Linked DNA regions of Drosophila melanogaster: region 2 is linked to region 1. Evidence: chromatin contacts called from public Hi-C data. All regions are on one chromosome and are shown on one strand. The core of a region is the stretch at or near the end of the contact, and the rest is flanking DNA. Distances in the headings are between cores, read along the strand shown. Region 1 holds the start of CG32241. Region 2 holds the start of Tie (Tie-like receptor tyrosine kinase).

Region 1 (4,283 bases), core at 514-3,013:
TTATATTAGCGGGTAGATGATGGTCTGAGAACTCATTTAAATGCCGGAAACTTTGATCCGCTCGGGTCAGATCACACACATCAAATTCCGACAAATTGCCAGAGTCGCTAACAGCCATTCAAAAATTAACCATCGTGATTAATCGATGACTATGGCACGTTTAATAATCACTTGATTGACGACTAAGTCCAAGTCATGACGTAGATAGTTCGCACTAAGTCTGACAAGCAAACCAGATTTCTTCGATACTGAGAGATTTGCCCTATAGATTACGCAATACAACTTCTAAATGGAAATTAAGCGAAAAACCCCCGGAATTCTAAAAAAAAGAACAGCATGGATCAAATTATTGCGTCGGTCAACGATCGACCTAGCCACGTTTGGTGGGAATTCTTGGAATACTATCCATCTTGTACGTCATAGCCGAAGAGGATAATAATGTATTTGAATCGAGAAGCAATTAACGGCACAATCTGAAGAAAAAGATTTGTTTGCGATTATTGCAAAAATAAATGGACTTCATTAAAATTCAAATCGATTGTATAACAATCAAGTTTGATGGTAGGAATTCAAATGACCAACATTAAAAATCAGTTTAAGAGTGCAACTTTCGACGCGCGTAAATCGATTTATCAATTGCGTTTAAAAGAGAAGATGACAGGAATCTGGAACAGTGGGTTAAGCTGGGATTGTGGTTGCCCTTGCAACGGTCCATGGCAAAGGTCAGTTTGAGGAGGGCACTGCATAAGCAACCGGTTCCACTTCCGATGACTGATTCATGCACTTGGATGACGTTTGTCTGAAGGTTGCCCTTCGAGAGTGTGAATATTTTTTTTTTTTCGTAGGGAGAGATAATTTGGGGCCTCTAGCCACAGACGGAACTTTTGGGAGAATTTATGCAAATCCACGAACGCTCTCATAAATAAAACATACTGAAATCGGTTTTTTTTTATAGAACCAAATCAATGCGAAATTAATTTATGCTTTTCGTCGCGCTAACCAGCGTGGAACGTGGCTCTAAACTAGATTTATGTGGGGGATCATTTAAAGAGTGCCATTGTCTATGTTGTGAAGTGCGAAGTGGCTCCATCTTCTCCAAATTGACTGTCATATGGTGGAGCACCCCTGCTGGTTATCGATCACAACTATCCAAATATTTGCAGATTAACGAGCATGAAATTGCGAGCCCATGCGGGACTTCCATTCCCCGAAATTCCAGCACTTCTGCGCCTCCACTTTCTGAGTTCTTCCACGCGATCGTCTATATTTCACCGGTTTTTCTAGAATTTAAATTAAATCTTTTCAAACAGCTCACGAAGCGCAGACTCAGCTTTTAAGTTATCACATATTTAAAAGTAGTCTTTTTGCTTTCTTTGGATTATGATTTTTATTATATTCGAGTTCATTTAGGTGGGTTCTACTTGGATGTGCTAGGCGCTTTTTTCATTTTGTTGCCCTGGCCAAAATCTAAATTTGTCGCCAAAATATAAAATTTCGCCTGGGACGCGACAGAGAACGAGATAGACCGTAAGTTTATGGGTGTCGTTCTGAGGGAGCTGCGTAGCCAGAAGACTCAGAAACGTCAGCAGCAGCCGGTTAACCAAACCAAGCAGGTTCTGTTAAGTTTTCGGAGCTCCGACGAGAAGCTTCTGCCGTGAAATCTCTTTTGGCCATCCTGAGGCGCGCTGAACTATAAATAATGTAGACCCGAGTAGAAAAGGCACAGTCACAACTCTACCTTCGAGGTGTTGAATTGGATCTGAGCAAAATGGTAAGACCACAAGCCGAGGAACGGAAATGGAGTATCGAGGATTAGAGCGCTGCACTCGGTGGTGGATACGAATACCGAGCTGGCAGACCGTGGAATATCTATGGACACCTAAAATGCAAGCTTTGCTTACCGATCTGTGTTTTCTTCGCAGAAATTCCTGATAGCTTTTGCCCTGGTGGCCGTGGCCAGCGCAGATGTTTCTCATCTGTTCTCGAACAGCAACAACCTGCAGGAGGATGGATACCACTATGCGCCACCTAGCGCTCCGGTCGTCATCGACGTGCCGTATGTGCCCCACGAGTCTGCCCCACCAAGAGTAGTGGTCTACGAGGCCCCCAAGCCCAAGCCCACACCCCCTCGCCCCGTCTACACACCACCAGTGGTCATCCCCTCCGAGCCCGCCGGTGTCCTCAAGGACGATGGTTACCACTACGGACAGCCCTCCGTGAAATTCGAGGTCTCTGCTCCTCCACCACCGAAGGTTGAGTACCTGCCTCCTCCGACCAAGAAGGTGGTTATCGCCCCTCCCCCAGTGTATGTGCCACCCCCAACCAAGAAGGTTGTCTACACCCCACCCCCACCACCACCAACCAAGAAGGTCGTCTACACACCACCCCCACCACCACCAACCAAGAAGGTCGTCTACACACCACCCCCACCACCACCAACCAAGAAGGTCGTCTACACACCACCCCCACCACCACCACCACCGAAGAAGGTCGTCTACACTCCACCCCCAACTGGCATCCTGAAGGACGATGGCTACCACTACGGCCAGCCCTCCGTGAAATTCGAGGTCTCTGCTCCTCCAGCACCCAAGGTTGAGTACCTGCCTCCTCCGACCAAGAAGGTGGTTATCGCCCCTCCCCCAGTGTACGTGCCACCACCAACCAAGAAGGTTATCTACACCCCACCCCCACCACCACCAACCAAGAAGGTTGTCTACACCCCACCCCCACCACCACCAACCAAGAAGGTCGTTTACACACCACCCCCACCACCACCACCACCGAAGAAGGTCGTCTACACTCCACCCCCAACTGGCATCCTGAAGGACGATGGCTACCACTACGGCCAGCCCTCCGTGAAATTCGAGGTCTCTGCTCCTCCAGCACCGAAGGTTGAGTACCTGCCACCCCCACCCACCAAAAAGGTGTACGTCGCTCCCCCAGTCTACGTGCCACCACCCACCAAGAAGGTCGTTGTGTACACCCCACCTCCACCACCACCGCCAGTGTACATCCCTCCCCCAACCAAGAAGGTCGTCGTCTACACACCACCCCCACCACCACCACCGACCAAGAAGGTGTACGTGACCCCCAAGGTCGAGTACCTGCCCCCCGTCCAGAAGGGATACAGCTACCCCAACGACCCCCAGCCCGCGTTCAACTTCTAGGCTCTCGAAGCTCGTTGTAAATACACAGATTAAGTATTAGCCATATTTTTGAACGAATTGTGAATGAGTGGCTTGGCCTTTCCCTGTCGCAGGAAAGCCAAGTCCACTTGATATAACCGTGAAAATAAAAATCATTCGATTTTAATTAGCTGTCTATTGATAGTCGGGAATATAGTAAAATAACACAAAGCTTGGTTATCGTAATTCAACTCAATTTACTTAAATCAAGTATCTGTCTATTTAAGTGCCAAAAAATGAAATCGTATAAATTTATGTTATTTCAAAAGTATAATTTAGTACCTTATGATTTTTGGAAAGGTAAATCATATCTAACGTTATATCATATACGCCTTTTGCTATACTATGAGTTTTAATGTGACTCACTTAGCCCGAGAAGTATGCTTCGTTTTCTAAAAGCATTTCTTTGCTAACAGAAGCAGTTTCTTCTTTAACAGAATAAATTGTTTAACGCTTTAATTTATACATATATATTTATGTGCAATTTACACATGTATGTTAGTTCATTGACAGGGATTTAATAAGAAGCAAAAATTTAGCTCACCTTATAAATATATTTATTTAATTTGAATTTGTATTAACAAACGAATTCAATGAATTGTATTGAAATCAGGTATATAATATTGTTACTTGTTCCAGTTATTAAAATGCCATTGTTAGCTTTCTTTGGATAATCAAAAAGTGGGTGTGTCTCCATTCAGATCCCGTTGGCAGTTAACAGCAGGTGCAATTTCCGCCTAGACATAAACCAATCTAATCAATGGCCAAATGGCTAGTGCAATCAATCTTCCAACGTCCACTGAAAGGCGATGCTATACTATAATCAAAATGTCAAGTTGGCGTGGATAAATTGTGCGATGGCTTCGCGAGTTTTGCAGCCATAAAATCCAATGAAACGGAAACGTGTTGAAGCGACGCTTTTATGCGCTTTATACATATGCTCCGCCGGGCATCGGGCAGGGCTGCATAATTGAATATAAGACGTGAGGAGCCACTCGGATCACGTGGATGGGAGCAAACACTGATCTGTCAGAATCATTAGTTCGTATACAAATCGACAAACAAATGCGCCAGAGACAAAAGCAACGCACTGACACT
Region 2 (4,219 bases), core at 1,641-4,140, 66 kb before region 1:
TTAACGTTAATAATTTTGCGTTTTATTTCGATTGTATTGGATCTGCGGCCACAAACAAACGGCACGGCGAGTAAAAGTTTTTGAAACGCAACAAAAAGATAAACAAGAAACCAAATAAACGAAACGAGACGAGACTCAACCCAATTCCGCTGGGAGTGCGACTCAAATGGAGACTAAGGTTCAATTGATTACCTTCGTTGCCCGGCGACGAATTTGAGTTGTTGGCCAAATGCCGGGTTGAGTCTCGATATTTGAGTTGTTATTTTCAACCTGGAGTGAGTTATGCGCAGGTGTAAAGACATCGGTACTTCCATTGATTTTGCACCCAAACTGCTGACCACACACAATTGATCGTGTGTTGGTGCTGGCCTTTCGTTTTCGCTTTGACACACTCGCACACAATCGCAGCTCACTCATACGTAATAATTCGCAGGTTATTGTTTATTATGTTATGACTAAAGGTGCGCGTGTAATCAAAATTAACCGACGAAATGCGGTTAAAGAATTATGTGATTACTCCACTTGTGGGCCATGACAATAAAATGGGTAAATCGTAAAACGCATCGAAAGTAATAAAAGAAGAAATCTTTGAGAACAAGAATTTAAATGTGCTTTACTTCACAAAATGTTCCAATAAATCTTCAGTTTTATACAAGCCATTAAACTCGATTTAAAGACAAGTAGTTAGGCAACAGATAATTTGATTAACATATTAGGAATATTTATGCGTGCTTGTGATAGAAATTAACTACCAATTTCATAATCAACAATGAAAATCGTTTGGAAATGGGCCTATTATTAAAATACACAGAAAAATATATACATGCTTTGTAAAATTTCTTTTACTTGTTATAATCATGGAACTAGGTAACTATATTTATTTGCTTTATACTCATTAAGGTTATTCCAAATTTTTCTGTGTAAGTTTGACTTTGGCAGCTATTGGTAATCAAGAACATTGAAATCCCATTATGGATCTCTGTTTTTTTCTCGCTGTGCACGGCTGACGCTTTTTGCTCGTTTTCTCGCTTTCCTAAGCGATCTTTTTGTTGGTTTTGCATAATTTAGACGCCGCTTCTTTTGTGGCAAGCACGACTCGAGACGCCCATCGAGATATATGTGCATATATATATATATATATATATGCATATGGACTTTGGCTATTGGGGAATTTCGAAATATGTTTGATCTGCATTTACATAATACTCCCGAACTCGCGGTATCGTCAAAGATTTCGTACGGAGAGAGTGGGGAATCGGGTGAGATGCGGATTCACACTAATGGCCAGCTTATTGGACACTGTTTGTGGGCACTTGTTGATCAGAACCCAATTAACAAGTCCTATTTGCACAGAGTACAGAACTCGCTGGAATTGCCACTCACTGATTGGTGTTGTTTTTTTTTTTGGGAACTTCTCATGTATCGTATTTCGAAACACGTTAAGCGCTTCAATTTTCACTTTTTCCTACATTCCGGCGGCAGTTAAGATTACTTTTATTGAGACATTACCGAGATGAGATCCGCGTGTCTCTGATGGAATGGAGTCTCTTCTGTTTGGATTTTGAGTCCGAACTTGGACCGACTTTCGTTTTCGTTTCTTTCGCTGGCTGATAAAACGCACTGCACAACAGATTAGCTGGCTATACTATATGTATGTAGTGCCCACTCTTTCTTCTTGGCCTCTTGCCTCTCTTTCGCATTTAACTTGGCTTACTCTGGCCCTGCAACTTGTTTCGGTCTTTTCTGCCTTTTGTCAGCTTCTGTTGACGTTAACCGAATTTCGTTTTCATTTTCGCTTATATTTTTTTTTTTGTTTTGATGAGGGCCACGACGCGTGCAACGTTTTGGTAACAACTGTGCGCCGCTGCATTTTGGCTCAAAGTTTTATAAACTTGGTCGCTGGTCAAATCGAGTGGGACTGCGCTGCAGCAGCGCAGCCGCGGCGCAGCAGCCGAGAGATAAATCAACAATTGGAATTTCAGTCTCAAGATCAACAAAAGACGACCGACTCCCGACGACCGACTCCCTTACGCGCCCGAGTCCGAGTTTTCAGTTTTCAGTTTTTAGTGTTCAGTCCGGATTTGTCAGTGGTCAGTAGTCGTTATTTTTTGCTTGGACTTCGGCTATTTCGCTCGTCAATTGCACGCACATTTGAAACTCTCTTTCTTCTCATTTTGGCTCTTTTTTTAACTCTTTCGCGGGATCTTCAGACCCTTCAATAAGCCAATAAACTGCAATCATAAAACACATTTTTTAGGGGCATTAAATACATACATTTATTGTAAAAGTTGTTAACGACAGTCGCATTATTTTTATTAGTTCATAAAAACGTATGCTTTTTTTCCAGTGCAGAACTTATTGCTTTAATTAATTGCATAAATACAAGATCTGTAGGTTAACTGGCATCTTCCAAAATACATTTTAATTGGGTTTATGTTACTTATTTTACACCCTGAGGTCAACAGGTTTCTGCAAATGCAACGATGTAAAAAGTAAAAGGGAATAATTTTAGTAGTGATTAAGAGCAACAACAAGCTTGATGGAAGGGAAATGTTAATCAGGTACCAATTACTAAGGTAACTTGTAACTCAATTTTACTGAAGATTCATTTTATTTAATAAATGACGTAGTTATAGAAATCTAAGTGTTAATTTTAATTTTTAAATAAATGGGTTTATCCTTTCCTAATTAAACCATTTAAATTCCCAACGGTTCGGTGTCCACATTAGGTTCCCCAAAACTCCGGCAGATGGCGTTGCGGTATAAAGCTACCTGTAGCACCTGTCTCGCTCACCTGCAAAAGCTCGGCTTTCGCTTTAAGCTCTTCTTTGGAAGCTTCGCTCATCCGATCGCGCACCTTCGCTCAGTTGATTCGCGCAACTTGAGGCCAACAGTTCGAATACGCGATACGCGCGCATGCGATTTACCGGCCCACGCAACCACCCCCCGCCTTCGAACGAGAGCGAGCGAGAGGCAGATAGAGAAACTACTCCACGCTGCTTGCCAAACAAAATAAAAAACGTTGTGGGTGCTGAAACGAAACCGAAAATCCAAAAAGCAGAAGAAACGCACGAAATTCATAAAAATACGCGTATTAACCAAAAAAAAAGCTGTGCATCTGTGTGTTTTTTCGATATTGTGCGTGTGTTGAAAGAATACTAAAAAGTTGACAAGTGCAGAATGAAAATCATAAACAAAATAACCAGACGACGGGCAACAAGTTTTTTTGCGTAGAATCCAACGACGGGCAAAATTCCCAGTAAACAAGCCAACCTGCCGTGTGTTTTTTTCGTTTTTGTTGTACAAAGTATATTTGTTGCAACTCGTTTCGGTTGTTGTTTTCACAATTTGTTGTTGTCAAAGCCACACAAAGCGGGTCAAATGCATAAATAAATGAATGAATCGAAATGAAATAAAACGAGCCAAAATGAAATGCGAAATGTTGTTATTATCATTTGGTCTGAAGCGAAATTAATTACAACCGTGCATTGTCATTGCTGAAATCCGAAAGATACGCATCTATAGCTCAATAAATGAAGTTTATGAAAAAAAGTCTTGGGTATCTTCCGCTTTTAATTTGGGGATGTATTGCCATCCCGCTCTTACTGAAAAGCTCTTCAAATGAGTCTATCTGCTAGATGCGTTTGCACCTGAGCACCAGCGGATCGCCTTCACCAATGGCAGCTAAAGTGAGTTCAAAAAAACAAACCCCGAAAAAAAAAACACCAAAAACCCCTCAGAAATCGCACTAAATCAGTACCTTAAAAACTGACCATCTGCATGGTGCAAACTGTCTTACCAATTCGGTTCTCACGACACAAAATCATAGTACAAACACCGTACAGCGACACCTTTGAACTTTAAAACGGGAGAGTGCAAAATCAGCCTGGCAGCGTGTAACGGTGCCACAGCCGAAACTAAAGCCAAAAGCAAACAGACATCAATGAGCAATTCGAAAAAACATAATAAAACTTTACCCAAAAAAAAAAAGAAACTCCAGCTAAAACAGACCGCAACCGGGCCCACAAAAAAGGTTTCGAGCAAAAGCAACTGTTACAGCACCAGCACTGCACTCGATACGGTGGAATGAAAAGCCTTCAAATTGCTTTCAGAATTTCCAAGAATTAAACGGTAGAAATTAGTCGAGGTTCGGGATTTTTCCAGAATTTTGTACAGCTGCTGCCGATAAAAACGGTTACTTAACACTATTTTTAGAATC

Evidence for each region. A called contact is a pair of places that touch in the nucleus more often than the background predicts.
Region 2: a Hi-C map of the Kc167 cell line shows a contact between it and region 1, with 2.1 times the contacts expected there. A contact is called at or near these places in 5 of 107 Hi-C or Micro-C datasets (the Kc167 cell line, the ML-DmBG3-c2 cell line, the S2 cell line and 2 more) and 1 of 7 datasets of targeted methods (the S2 cell line).

The regions. Positions count from the first base shown.
Region 1 is chr3L:4,464,110-4,468,392 of dm6, reverse strand. It overlaps CG32241, which reads left to right and starts at 1,763. Exons shown (of 2, transcript NM_168087.3): 1 at 1,763-1,771; 2 at 1,923-3,288. The coding sequence starts at 1,769. The coding sequence ends at 3,167.
Region 2 is chr3L:4,530,816-4,535,034 of dm6, reverse strand. It overlaps Tie (Tie-like receptor tyrosine kinase), which reads left to right and starts at 2,890. Exons shown (of 6, transcript NM_079204.2): 1 at 2,890-3,689. CG11353 reads right to left here and starts at 1,865. Exons shown (of 6, transcript NM_168093.3): 1 at 1,715-1,865.